Linked DNA regions of Mus musculus: regions 1 and 2 are each linked to region 3. Evidence: chromatin contacts called from public Hi-C and promoter capture Hi-C data. All regions are on one chromosome and are shown on one strand. Each heading gives the region's core, a stretch centred on a gene start, on an enhancer-like site or on the middle of the called end of the contact. The rest is flanking DNA. Distances are from core to core; before and after follow the strand shown. Region 1 holds the start of Rnf122 (ring finger protein 122). Region 2 holds the start of Gins4 (GINS complex subunit 4 (Sld5 homolog)). Region 3 holds the start of Eif4ebp1 (eukaryotic translation initiation factor 4E binding protein 1).

Region 1 (3,437 bases), core at 581-3,080, 3.9 Mb before region 3:
ATAACACAGGATCTGCCAGTCACTTTAATAAGTGCAAGATAAAGGGTGCTGAGCAGGTCAGTGATCGATCGAATATGTTTAATAGGAGCAAGCTCTGCGTTCCAACACCGCGGGGGTGGGGCAAAATAAAACTCTTTCAAAGGATGCTGCCCAGAAAGGTCCGGGTTACTGACAGCTTAGCTCTAGCTAAATCCCAGGTCCATTGTCTTCCGACCTGACACCAGAATGTCTCATCTCAGCTGGCAGTCTGCAAGCTGGAATGACGTCAGAGCGGGGCTGGCCAAGACCAGCGGATCTGGGAACTGCTTCTTTCCAGCCAAAGGGAATCTTTCCCAGATGCTGGGATACACCGTCAGGCCTCAACCCCCCATTCCCGCCCCTCCTCTCCATTACCAGCCTATCACACACAGCTTGGTTCATTTTCAGGAAATTAGATCCGACCAGCAAAAGGAGGAAGGAGGGGGGATGGGGGCTACTCATACACATGCGGCCCAAACCCTGCTTTAAAACAAAAGACTCTTGAAATAATTAGTCCAAGATCATGCAGAAGTCTACTTAAGAATGGATTTTTCACAAGCAACCAGACTGCCATACCAAAAAACTTAAAAAAAAAAAAGTTAGCTTCTTTCCACCTCGCCAACTTGCCTAGAAAAAGTGATCAAGATTTTGGGTACTTCTGGGGGAAGGGTGGGTGGTATTAACATCGAAGACTTGGCTCAGAAAGATCCAACAGGTAGCCTAGACAGGAAATCCAGACCCGCTTTCTAACCTGTAACACCTGAGCTGCCCCAAAGCCTCAGATGAACTAATTTAGCATCATCACGCGGTGGGGTGTGGGAAGCGGTTGGTGGTGGGTGGCTGGCTGTGCTGGAAGGTACCGTCACCACCTAGGCTGAAAGCAGACCCCAGGGTCTGGCCTTATTGCCAGAAAGCAAAGCTTTTGCCAGGCCAGCCCTGAGCTGGGGGCCCAGCTTTCTTTCTGCAAGGCTTTATCTATTCAGTAAAGCGACGCTCTTTTAATCCAGCGTCTGGCCCCTAGGAGCCAGTGAAAACCAACAAAGAAAAAGAAAGTCACCCCGCGCCTTGTCCCGCACGCTGCACTGTATACATATTTAAAATAGCCTGCAAAGTTTCAGAACCGGAACTTGAGCTCCCTCTAGGAGATCCTAGCCCGAGCGCGGATTTAATTCTCCAACCACCACAACAAAGAACAGAGTTTGAGAGCGCACAAAGGCAGGCGAAGGGGTAGAAGAGATGGACCGCCATACAAAGGCCGGGAAGACTCGGCTCACACGCCCCTGGCCCTCCACTCGCTTCCAGACCCCCTTTATTCCCAACAAAGTGAATGGGATCTTTCTAACTGCGCGCTGTGCAGAGCCCAGCAGGGCGCCAGGACGCCTTCTGGGCCGTCCCAGACACCGGGAAACTCGGCTCAGGACCTGAACCTGCGCGGTCCCTGTTCTCCCACCGGTCCAGGGACTCACCGTTACACCACTGGAATGGGTGCATCAATGAAGTCAAGGTCGGCTTCCGGGAGCAAACCGAGGCAAGGTGTTGGAGCTGGAGGGGCTGTGCACTGAGACCGCCGGGATGGAGATGCAACTCCCGGAGGAGTGGAGTCAAGGGTTACAGAGAGGCCGGTTTGCAGAGCAACAAAGAGGGCAGAGGAGGAAGCAAAGTCTTTTCGGAGCGAAGCCCTACCGAGGGCCCGGGCCGGGAGGGCAGCCGAGAGAGCCGGGATGCCCGGCCGAGAAGGCAGTAGCCAGGACACGAAGCCGGGCTTGGGTCCCACTGCGCTGAGCAGTGCGCGCTGGGATTCCGAAAACTGACACCGCACGGCTCACACCCCCCTCCCTAGGACTGCTCCCTCCCGGGAGCCCGCCCCCTTTTCGTCACCTGCCCTCCGGCCAATGGGAGCCTTTCTCCTGCCCTGGGGTATTATTTACAAGCCAGTTTACCCTCTGGACAGGGGAGCTTTTTTCTGGGTAGATTCCTACCCCGCCTCCTAGCCAGACCTGGGGAGTCCCTAGCCTGCAGAACGGCGTGAGAGGCGACGCCTGCAGGGGGCGAAGATCGCCGCCTCCTAGGACCCGGGCGGGGAGGGCTATGGTGGTGGAATGACACGAGGATTAGTGCCACTTTTGTTTTCCGCCTACAGATCCGTGTCTGTCTCGAATTTCTATAGCTCTGTAGAAGGCAGTCCTGGGAGTTGGTTCCACTTGTCCTTCGCCTTTAGACCTGGTTATGCGTGGCAGCTAGCGCATTCCCAGACCCACCGCGAAAGGAGAGAACTGAGGCAAAGAGGGCAAAGCAGATGAAACTCAAAACTCCATCTTCAAAGGGCTATTGTTCTCACATCACTTCAGGACAGAGCCTTCTTTTACAAACAAGAATAAGGCCTAAAGCTGAAGGCCATACCGTGCCAGGATTCCAATCTCCTAGACTGTGGCGAAAACCCGGAAACTGGCTTTGTCAATGGCCGGGACAGGGGTCTTGCTTCGGTGTTGAATGGACAGGGGATGAAGGGGGGGGGGGATCTCAAATCTCCATGTAGTATTATTTATTTTGGATGACATTGCATAGTTTATTTTATATGTTTATTATTTTGCTAATGGAAAGCTATTTGGTCCTAACTGACCTCCAACTCCAGAGATCTGCCCTCCTCTGTCTCCAGGGTGCTAGGATGAAAGGCCTGTGCCACCATACTCAGGCTTGTTTATGTATGCTTTTGTTTATCTTTCCACTTAAAAGAAAGTATTACCATCAGTGCATAGAGTATCATTGAAAGTACCCCGGTGCAAGGCGCCACAGCCACGTTCAGAAGCAGTGTGTTGAGTAGACCCACAAATAAGCAAGCAAAACGGCCTGCTCTTCCTTTGTCAGGACTTATCATCCCACTATTGATTTGTTGGAACTGAGTCTCTGGCCCCTGAGCGAGCTAATGCATGCGAATGAATGTTTTGCCATTTCCAAGCACAGTCGTTAAAGTATCAAATATCCTGACCTGCATCTCAGGGCTGCTGGAACAAATGCAATCTTCTTATCTCTGGGGATGGTCGGATAGTCTCCAAATCCAGAAGGCCTTTGTGGACGGTGATTGTGGTGTTTGCATATACACCGTACTTCCCTTAACATCAAGTTGCATACCCCCCACCCCCCAATATTTGTGTAACTTAACAATATGGAAGGCTCACTGTAGTTCATCAATTTAGTGGGGGCAGTGTCGTGTACAGATCAAATTTCTAGGTGTTGTTGTTATTGTTATGAAACAGGGGTTATTAACTATGTAGCCAGGCTAACCCCAAACATAGAGGTTTGACTACCTCTGTCTCTTGAGAGTTGTGTATGTGGCACCACCGCCTGGCTGTCTTAGTGGGATCACTGCAAAGGGTTTCTAAAGGCCTCTCGGATCCTCCCCTAAACCCCACCCCCTCCAC
Region 2 (3,457 bases), core at 901-3,400, 4.0 Mb after region 3:
TTATTTTCTATACGTTTGAAAATGTCTAGGTAATGCTCCCACGAAACAACTTGTATGTTGGGTATGGTGGCTAATTCCAGTAGAAGCAGCGGATCTCTGTGAGTTCAAGGCCATCCAGGACAACATAGTTAGATTAGCAGGGGTTGTGGAGGCAGGCTGTAGAGCAAACCACCTTGCATGTGTCTGTAAATTGCCTTGTCCGCAGTGATTGTCGCCCCTAGAAATGTTAAAGACAAAGAAGGAGAGGGAAAGAAAGGAAAGGAGAGGTGTGGAAAGTAACTTTCCTGACTTACAAGTGAGTGAAAGTAAAGAAGGGCCCAGTGTTGAGGGTAAAGCTGTATTACTCGCTTTCTGTAAAAGTCAAAGACAAGCCCCTCTCATAGACAAACACCCAGGGTGAGTTCAAGCAGTCACAGGACTCTCTGTAGGTCACGCCGGAAGCTTGTGATGGAGCAGTTTCTAGAATGACAGCTGCCTACAGAATCTGCTGTAATACACCAAACAGCCAAGGCTTCTGGTTTCTGGTTCTTGTCTCAGAAAATACAACTTCATAACCAACCTCACTAAGCTAATTTCTTATCACTCTGGGCTACTCTACAGATGTAATTTATTTTATCTGTTCCATGCTTATTTGATAATAAAATATCAATCTAATGATATGTGGAACAAAATATAAGCATCCTGTTAGCAGATGAATATTAAAATGTTTACGCCACCAGGAGGCAGAGGTGGGTGGATCTTTATGAGTTTGAGGCTAATCTGCTCTACATAACAAGTTCCAGGTTCGTCAGAGTTACATGATGAGGCCCTGTATCAAATAAAAATAAATAATGAAAATTTTTTGTACGTCAGTGATAAACTGTAGAAAGAGATTTTGTTTTACTTAGTTGCTGGGGACTGGACCCAGGTTAAATGCTAAGATTGTACTGTACCACTGCACCACATTCCCCCGCTCCCATCTATACAAATCATTTTAATTTAAAAAATAGGTATAATACCAAGAATCTTTAGGCTACCACAAATTCAAATTTCCATAACTTTCTATTAGTCCTGTTATTTCTTTTTGTTGTTGTTGTGGTTTTGTTTTTGTTTTTCGAGATAGGGTTTCTCTGTGTAGCCTTGGCTGTCCTGGAACTCACTCTGTAGACCAGGCTGGCCTCAAACTCAGAAATCCACCTGCCTCTGCCTCCCAAGTGCTGGGCTTAGAGGCCTGTGCCACCACACCCGGCTCAATCCTCTGTTATTTCTTACTCTTTCAAGTAGTAATATGTCAGGATGCATAATTTATAGGTATATAAAACTATAAAAATTTGCAATCTGATTCCATCTCTGAAGCTAATTAGGAAGTTTGGCACTTAAAAAATATAAGGGGCTAGGGGCTGGAGAGATAGATAGCTCATTGGTTTAGAGCACTTGCTCTAAACCAGAGGACTGGAGTTTGGTTGTCGGTACCCATGTGGAACAGCTCATAACCACATGTTATGAGCTCCATCAGGATCCAGTGCATTCTTCTGTCCTCAGCTGGCACCACACTCATGTGCAAGCACACATACTAACATACATGAAAATAAGGAAATATATCTATAAAAATAATCTTAAGGGGGCTCAGTGGGTAACAGCACTTGCTATGCGATCGTGACCTGAGCATGTACCACATGCGTATATTGCATTCACACTCACTAAAAAGGTAGAATCCTAGAAAGTCAGTAGGCATTCTTTCATCACCAAAAAGAACAACTCAAATAACATTAGAGAACAACTCTGCGCAAAAAAAAAATGTAAAGGAAGGACAATGGAGTGAGTCTCTTAAATGTAGTTTCAACACACATATATGAATCTGTGAACAGGTTTGGCAATGGAACCAACCCACACACAGTAAATGTTAAAGGAAGGAAGGAACTGGGCCCTGTACCGATTCGCCACAAGACGGCGCTGCCTGGTTTCCTTACTGTGAGCCGAACGCCCCCACGTGGCCGTCCCGAGACGGTGCCACCCGGCACTTCACTCCCGGCCTCCTTCCCCGCCTTCCGGAAGTATGTTCTATAGCTCGGCAAGAGCCCGCCCCGGGGTAGGCGGGGCCAAGGGGCGTGTGTCCGCTTTCCCCTGGGCCTGATTGGTTAGTGCTCCCGCAGCGCGGAGACGTTTTCCTGTCGACGCTGTGTTTGGGGAAAGGAGCGCGGGAGCTGTACCGCTGCTGGTCGGGTCTGTGGGCCGCGGGCTTTCCGCGCGATCTCCGGCGCCCACCGCTCGGGGAGCCTCAGTCCGTGGTGTCCCCCGAGCGTGCCGGCTAGGAGAGAAGGGAAGAGGGATCCCTGAGCCGTGTAGCCGCTTTGAGTGCCAACTGCGAGGTGAGCGCTGGAGTGTCCAAGCGACCCCGGGTCAGTTGCAGCTGAGGACGCGATGTGCCGAGCACTTGACACGATGCACTTTTCTCATTTGAACCGAATGGGCTCCTGGGCCACTGAGGCAAAACGCTGCTCCTGGCGACGACAAGGAGCATTGCGGTTTAGTGTGGTATCTGCCCAGGTCCAGGCCCATGCAGCGGGAAAGATTAGGAGAGAAACCGACCAAGGGACTAAACCCAACACTGAAAAATCAGTCTCTGATTTCGCCATCCCTGGCCAGTGCACCCCCTTCAGCCCCAATAAACTTGTCCCTAAATGCCTTTTCTTGCAAGTAAGTGGGAGAAGCTTTTCAGGGTGTTGGTTTATTTTTCAGGTGTAGGTTCCCGGTTGAGAAACGATGACGGAGGTTCTGGATCTCCACGGACAGGACTCTGATGGGGGTAGTGAGGAGATGGTCCTAACTCCTGCAGAGCTCATTGAAAAGCTGGAGCAGGTAAGCACCCCAAATATGTCCCGTGTTCTTAGCTCTTAACTTACTCCAGGTGTGCAGTACCACGGCTCAGAAAATAAGGAAACAGAAGATTTGTTTCCAAAGAGCAGTGTTTGTAACATCTGCATAAAAATAGGAAGCCAGAAAGCAGGGCCTTCTTTAGGAGTCTCATCTTGTCAGTCTTCAAGGATGGCTAGTAAAAGTAGGCTTTGGACACATGTAGTAGAATGTTTCACAAAGCAATGCTCTGCTGTGCTATTTTGAGGACGTAAAGATGTGTGTGATCTGTAGAGAAGCATGCCATTTCTCTATAGTAGTCTCTTCCTCTGTTTCCTCCCCCATTGGAAGATATCTGCTCTAACAAGAAATTGCCATCCCTTTTGGTCATAATAGCAGTGATTATTTCTTGCATAGTTGTTGTTGTCGTCGTCGTCTTCTTCTTCTTCTTCTCCTTCTCCTTCTTTCTCCTTCTCCTTCTCCTTCTCCTTCTTCTTCTTCTTCTTCTTCTTCTTCCCCTCCTCCTTCTTTTCCTCCTCCTCCTCCTCCTCCTCCTCCTTCAATAATATCTTCTCATGAACCTCGGGTAGTTTAGGAATTCTGAACATGCTTGGGGTTTTTTAGG
Region 3 (3,424 bases), core at 162-2,661:
CCTGCAGAAAACTTTTCCTTTGGGCCGTTTCTAATAAGAGGGAGCCGGCTTTCTCCCCCTGCCCTGCTTGCTACTTCTTGCTGAGTGTAGGAACTCAGCATGACGATGCACAACAGACACGTGCTCAAGCAGCGAGGCCTTGGTGCTGTGTCCTGAAGATCACAGAACCCAGTGGACACTGACTGAGCTCCAAGATCCCTTCATCGGTGCCTTGGTTCTGGGATCTGGCTGTGCTCCCTGGTGCAGGGACAGCTGCCCGAGAAAATAGGCATGTGGCCCGGCTGCGCCAGCAGTAGCCCAAGGTTCATCACCGCGCCAGGATTCCTCTTGTTTTTGAGTTGTAAGAGGAGTAGTTGGGGGAGGAGACCGGGGAGGGGAGAAGCGCAAAAGTGGGTGGGAGCGGCGCGAGGATTGGGAGGGAAGTAGTGAGCCACGAGGATTTCATCATGCAAACAGGCGGGTAGGTTTCATCAGCGTCTATACTGGGGCTCCAGGGCAAGCTGGGAATGCCTGGTTCCCGGAGGCCGGCCCCCACCCGCGCCAACTCAGCTTCCTCTTCCTCATCCTCCGCCACTTGGGCCAGTTCAACGCTGTGCCCTGCCCCCCAGGCCCGAGGAACGTGTTGTTCTGCACTACACCAGACGCCGCCCCTGCAGGAATCTCTCTCTTAACACAAGCCACAGGTGGCAGAGAAGCACCCTCAGCGTCCAGCCTCCATTAATGAGCGAGTGTCCAAAGCAAAGAGGGCTGCCTCCGGAAAGGTTAAAAAAAAAAAAAGTGTGCAGGCGTCACTTATTCCAAGGGAGATCAACTAAACTTAATCTCCAGGCCAGCCTCTTTCCCTGATCTTGTCCCACCCCAAACTGCCCTGACACCCACAGAGGTCGCCCTTAAGCACATGGTGGTCCTGGCAGAGTGCCTATCTGTATGCTCAGGGCACTCTGCCGTATCTCCCAGGAAAAGGCTAATAATGCAGGCAGTTTGCAGCCGGGTTCCAGACCACGCTCCACCACACCCAGAAGGCGAGCAACCGAGACGGTGACCCTTCTGCTTTCCCGACGCCCCTCGTCCGTTCTGGCCAGCTACCGAACCCCTCGAATGCCGCCCTCCCCGTCGCACGTGAGACTCCGGATCCCGACGTATCCTCCAGCCCCCCGAGGTCGCCCGTGACCCCGGCCAGCGCCTACCTCCCGGGGTGGTGCTGAAGAGCGTGCCGCCCGGAGTGGTGCTGTAGTCCCCGGGCGGGAGCTGCACGCCATCGCCGAGGGCTACGCGGCGAGTGGGGATGGCCCGGCTGGGAGTCTGGCTGCAGCTGCTGCCCGCCGACATGTCTCCTGCACGCCGCCCACGACCCTCCAGCAACCCCGCGGCACCTCGGCCCAGCCCTTCTCGTGCCCGGCCCGCCCCTTCCGCCTGGGCTCCACGCCCCCTGAGACTTGCGGTCCGCCCGGCCCCACCCAGCCCCAGCCCGCTGCCTGCAAGTGGTTCCCCAGCTGCTGACCTAGGCAGCTTCTGTCCTCTCCAGTGCAGGAACCCCAGTGTGGGCCCCTTGGGTTCCCTGGTTCCTCCCCGAGACTCTGGGAAGATCTAGGTAGGGATGACGGTGGCAGAACTCTCCGATTTGGTGGCAGCGTCTCAGCGCACCAGACCGCCTGCTTTCTATATTAGGATGTGACCTCTCGATCCCAGGCCGATCCTCAGAGAAGAAAGGGTGGGCTGATCCTTCGCCATTCTTAACGTTTCTACAGCTTTTACAGTTTTACAGTTTTTAGGAGTCAGAGCAGCGGCTGCACAGCGCACATTCCTGGACTTGGAAGGAGTAGTGGAAGAGTAAGAGGGACCTAGCCAGCCAGCTAGGAACCGAATATAAATCTGATGAGGAATGGGCAGGATCGAAGCTCTGCGTACTGTGGGCTGGGAGGATTAGAGTTAACCGGTCAAAGATCCGCATAGTACTTGGACTGGGTTCCACTCCAGCACTTTGTCTGGTAGTCACTAGGGAGGGAAGGGAAAATGCATGTCCAATCGGTTACAGTGTCTGTGTCAATCAATCTCCATATGGTAGGAAATGCCTATAATCCCGACCGTGAGGAGGCTGAAGCCCTAGGAGGATCCCAAGTTGACAGCCGAGGGAGGGCCAGAACCCTGTTCTCACTGTTGTCCGGGCTGGCCTGAGAGAACACACTGGGCCACCTTCCTCCCTTTGGGAGAAGCATGTTGAAAGGGGTTTTGCTTTTTGCCTTGTTTGGTTGTTCTAGAGGCCCCAGATTTCCTGGAACTACGATTTCAGGGAAGGGCCTGTTTATAAAGTCCAACATCCAAGTTCAGCATTCAAGTGGTCCACACTTGTCCCAGCAATGAGGAGACTGAAGCAGGAGGATTCTAGCCTGTGCTACCCAGCAAAACCCTGTCTCAGACACAGAAAGAAGAGAGAGAGACTTAAGCTGGGCATGCTAGCTCAGAGAAACTGAGACAGGAGCATTACAGAAAAGCTGAGGGCAGACATGGTTGTGGCGAGTTTGATGCACAGCCTGGGCCAGACATGTTAAGACGCTGTCTTAAACCGTGAAAGAGAGAGAGAAAAAAAAACACGGGGAAGGGGAAGCTTGGAACACAGCTCACTTGGTAGACAGTTTACCACGTATACACTAAGTCCACGGTTAAATCCGAAGCATCAACATAAAAACTGAACGTGGTGGCACTTTGTAAGCTTATAATCCTAGAACTCGGGAAGGGAAGGTTGGGGGATCAGCACTCGGGAGGCAGAGGCAGGCAGATTTCTGAGTTCGAGGCCAGCCTGGTCTACAAAGTGAGTTCCAGGACTGCCAGAGCTACACAGAGAAACCCTGTCTCAAAAAAACAAAAACAAAAAAACAAAAACAAAAACAAAAAAAAAACAAAAAAAAATTGGCCAAGCCAAGCCCAGTGGCTCTCTCTTACAGCTGCCTACAGACCCAAATAAGAAACTCTCATCTACATCTCCAGCACCATGTCTGCCTGTGTGCCACCATGCTCCCTGCCATGATGACAATGGACTAAACCTCTGAAACAGCAAGAAACCTCAATTGAATGTGCTCTTTTATAAGAGTTGCAGTGGTCATGGTATCTCGTCACAGCAATAGAACACTGACTAAGACAGTGTTCTATTACCCCTAAGGCACTTGGATAAGTTGAGGAGTTAAAGATGATTGCCCACAAGCCTACAGCCACAGCTAGGAGGGACCTGAGCCTGAGGGTAAGCACCGTTTCCCTGCCTTGGTAGCTCCATTGAGTAGCTTTCCAGGGAAGATAAGCTTCCCTCCTGGGCTTTGCGAACCACATGGCCCTGAGAATGATCGTTTTAGAGTTTTCTTACAAATTCCCTGCTCAATTCTTTCTCTTGCAGACCCATTTTGCCTATGGTGATTTCTGCCTCTCTCAGAGC

The links. Promoter capture Hi-C pulls out the DNA fragments that hold promoters and counts their contacts. Hi-C and Micro-C count contacts between places; a contact is called where the count stands out from the background.
Region 1: a contact with region 3 is called in a Hi-C map of B cells, with 7 read pairs. The contact joins the promoter of Rnf122 here to the promoter of Eif4ebp1 in region 3. A contact is called at or near these places in 3 of 39 promoter capture datasets (cranial neural crest, maxillary cranial neural crest and pre-B cells) and 3 of 484 Hi-C or Micro-C datasets (B cells, LSK cells and cardiomyocytes).
Region 2: a contact with region 3 is called in a promoter capture Hi-C map of pre-B cells, with 2.1 times the contacts expected there. The contact joins the promoter of Gins4 here to the promoter of Eif4ebp1 in region 3.

What each region holds. Positions count from the first base shown.
Region 1 is chr8:31,110,220-31,113,656 of GRCm38.p6, reverse strand. It overlaps Rnf122 (ring finger protein 122), which reads right to left and starts at 1,830. Exons shown (of 6, transcript NM_001368375.1): 1 at 1,485-1,830. The coding sequence starts at 1,509.
Region 2 is chr8:23,236,361-23,239,817 of GRCm38.p6, reverse strand. It overlaps Gins4 (GINS complex subunit 4 (Sld5 homolog)), which reads left to right and starts at 2,150. Exons shown (of 8, transcript NM_024240.6): 1 at 2,150-2,348; 2 at 2,719-2,838. The coding sequence starts at 2,743. Gm39141 (a long non-coding RNA gene) reads right to left here and starts at 2,038. Exons shown (of 3, transcript XR_870246.2): 1 at 1,950-2,038.
Region 3 is chr8:27,258,314-27,261,737 of GRCm38.p6, reverse strand. It overlaps Eif4ebp1 (eukaryotic translation initiation factor 4E binding protein 1), which reads right to left and starts at 1,411. Exons shown (of 3, transcript NM_007918.3): 1 at 1,188-1,411. The coding sequence starts at 1,329.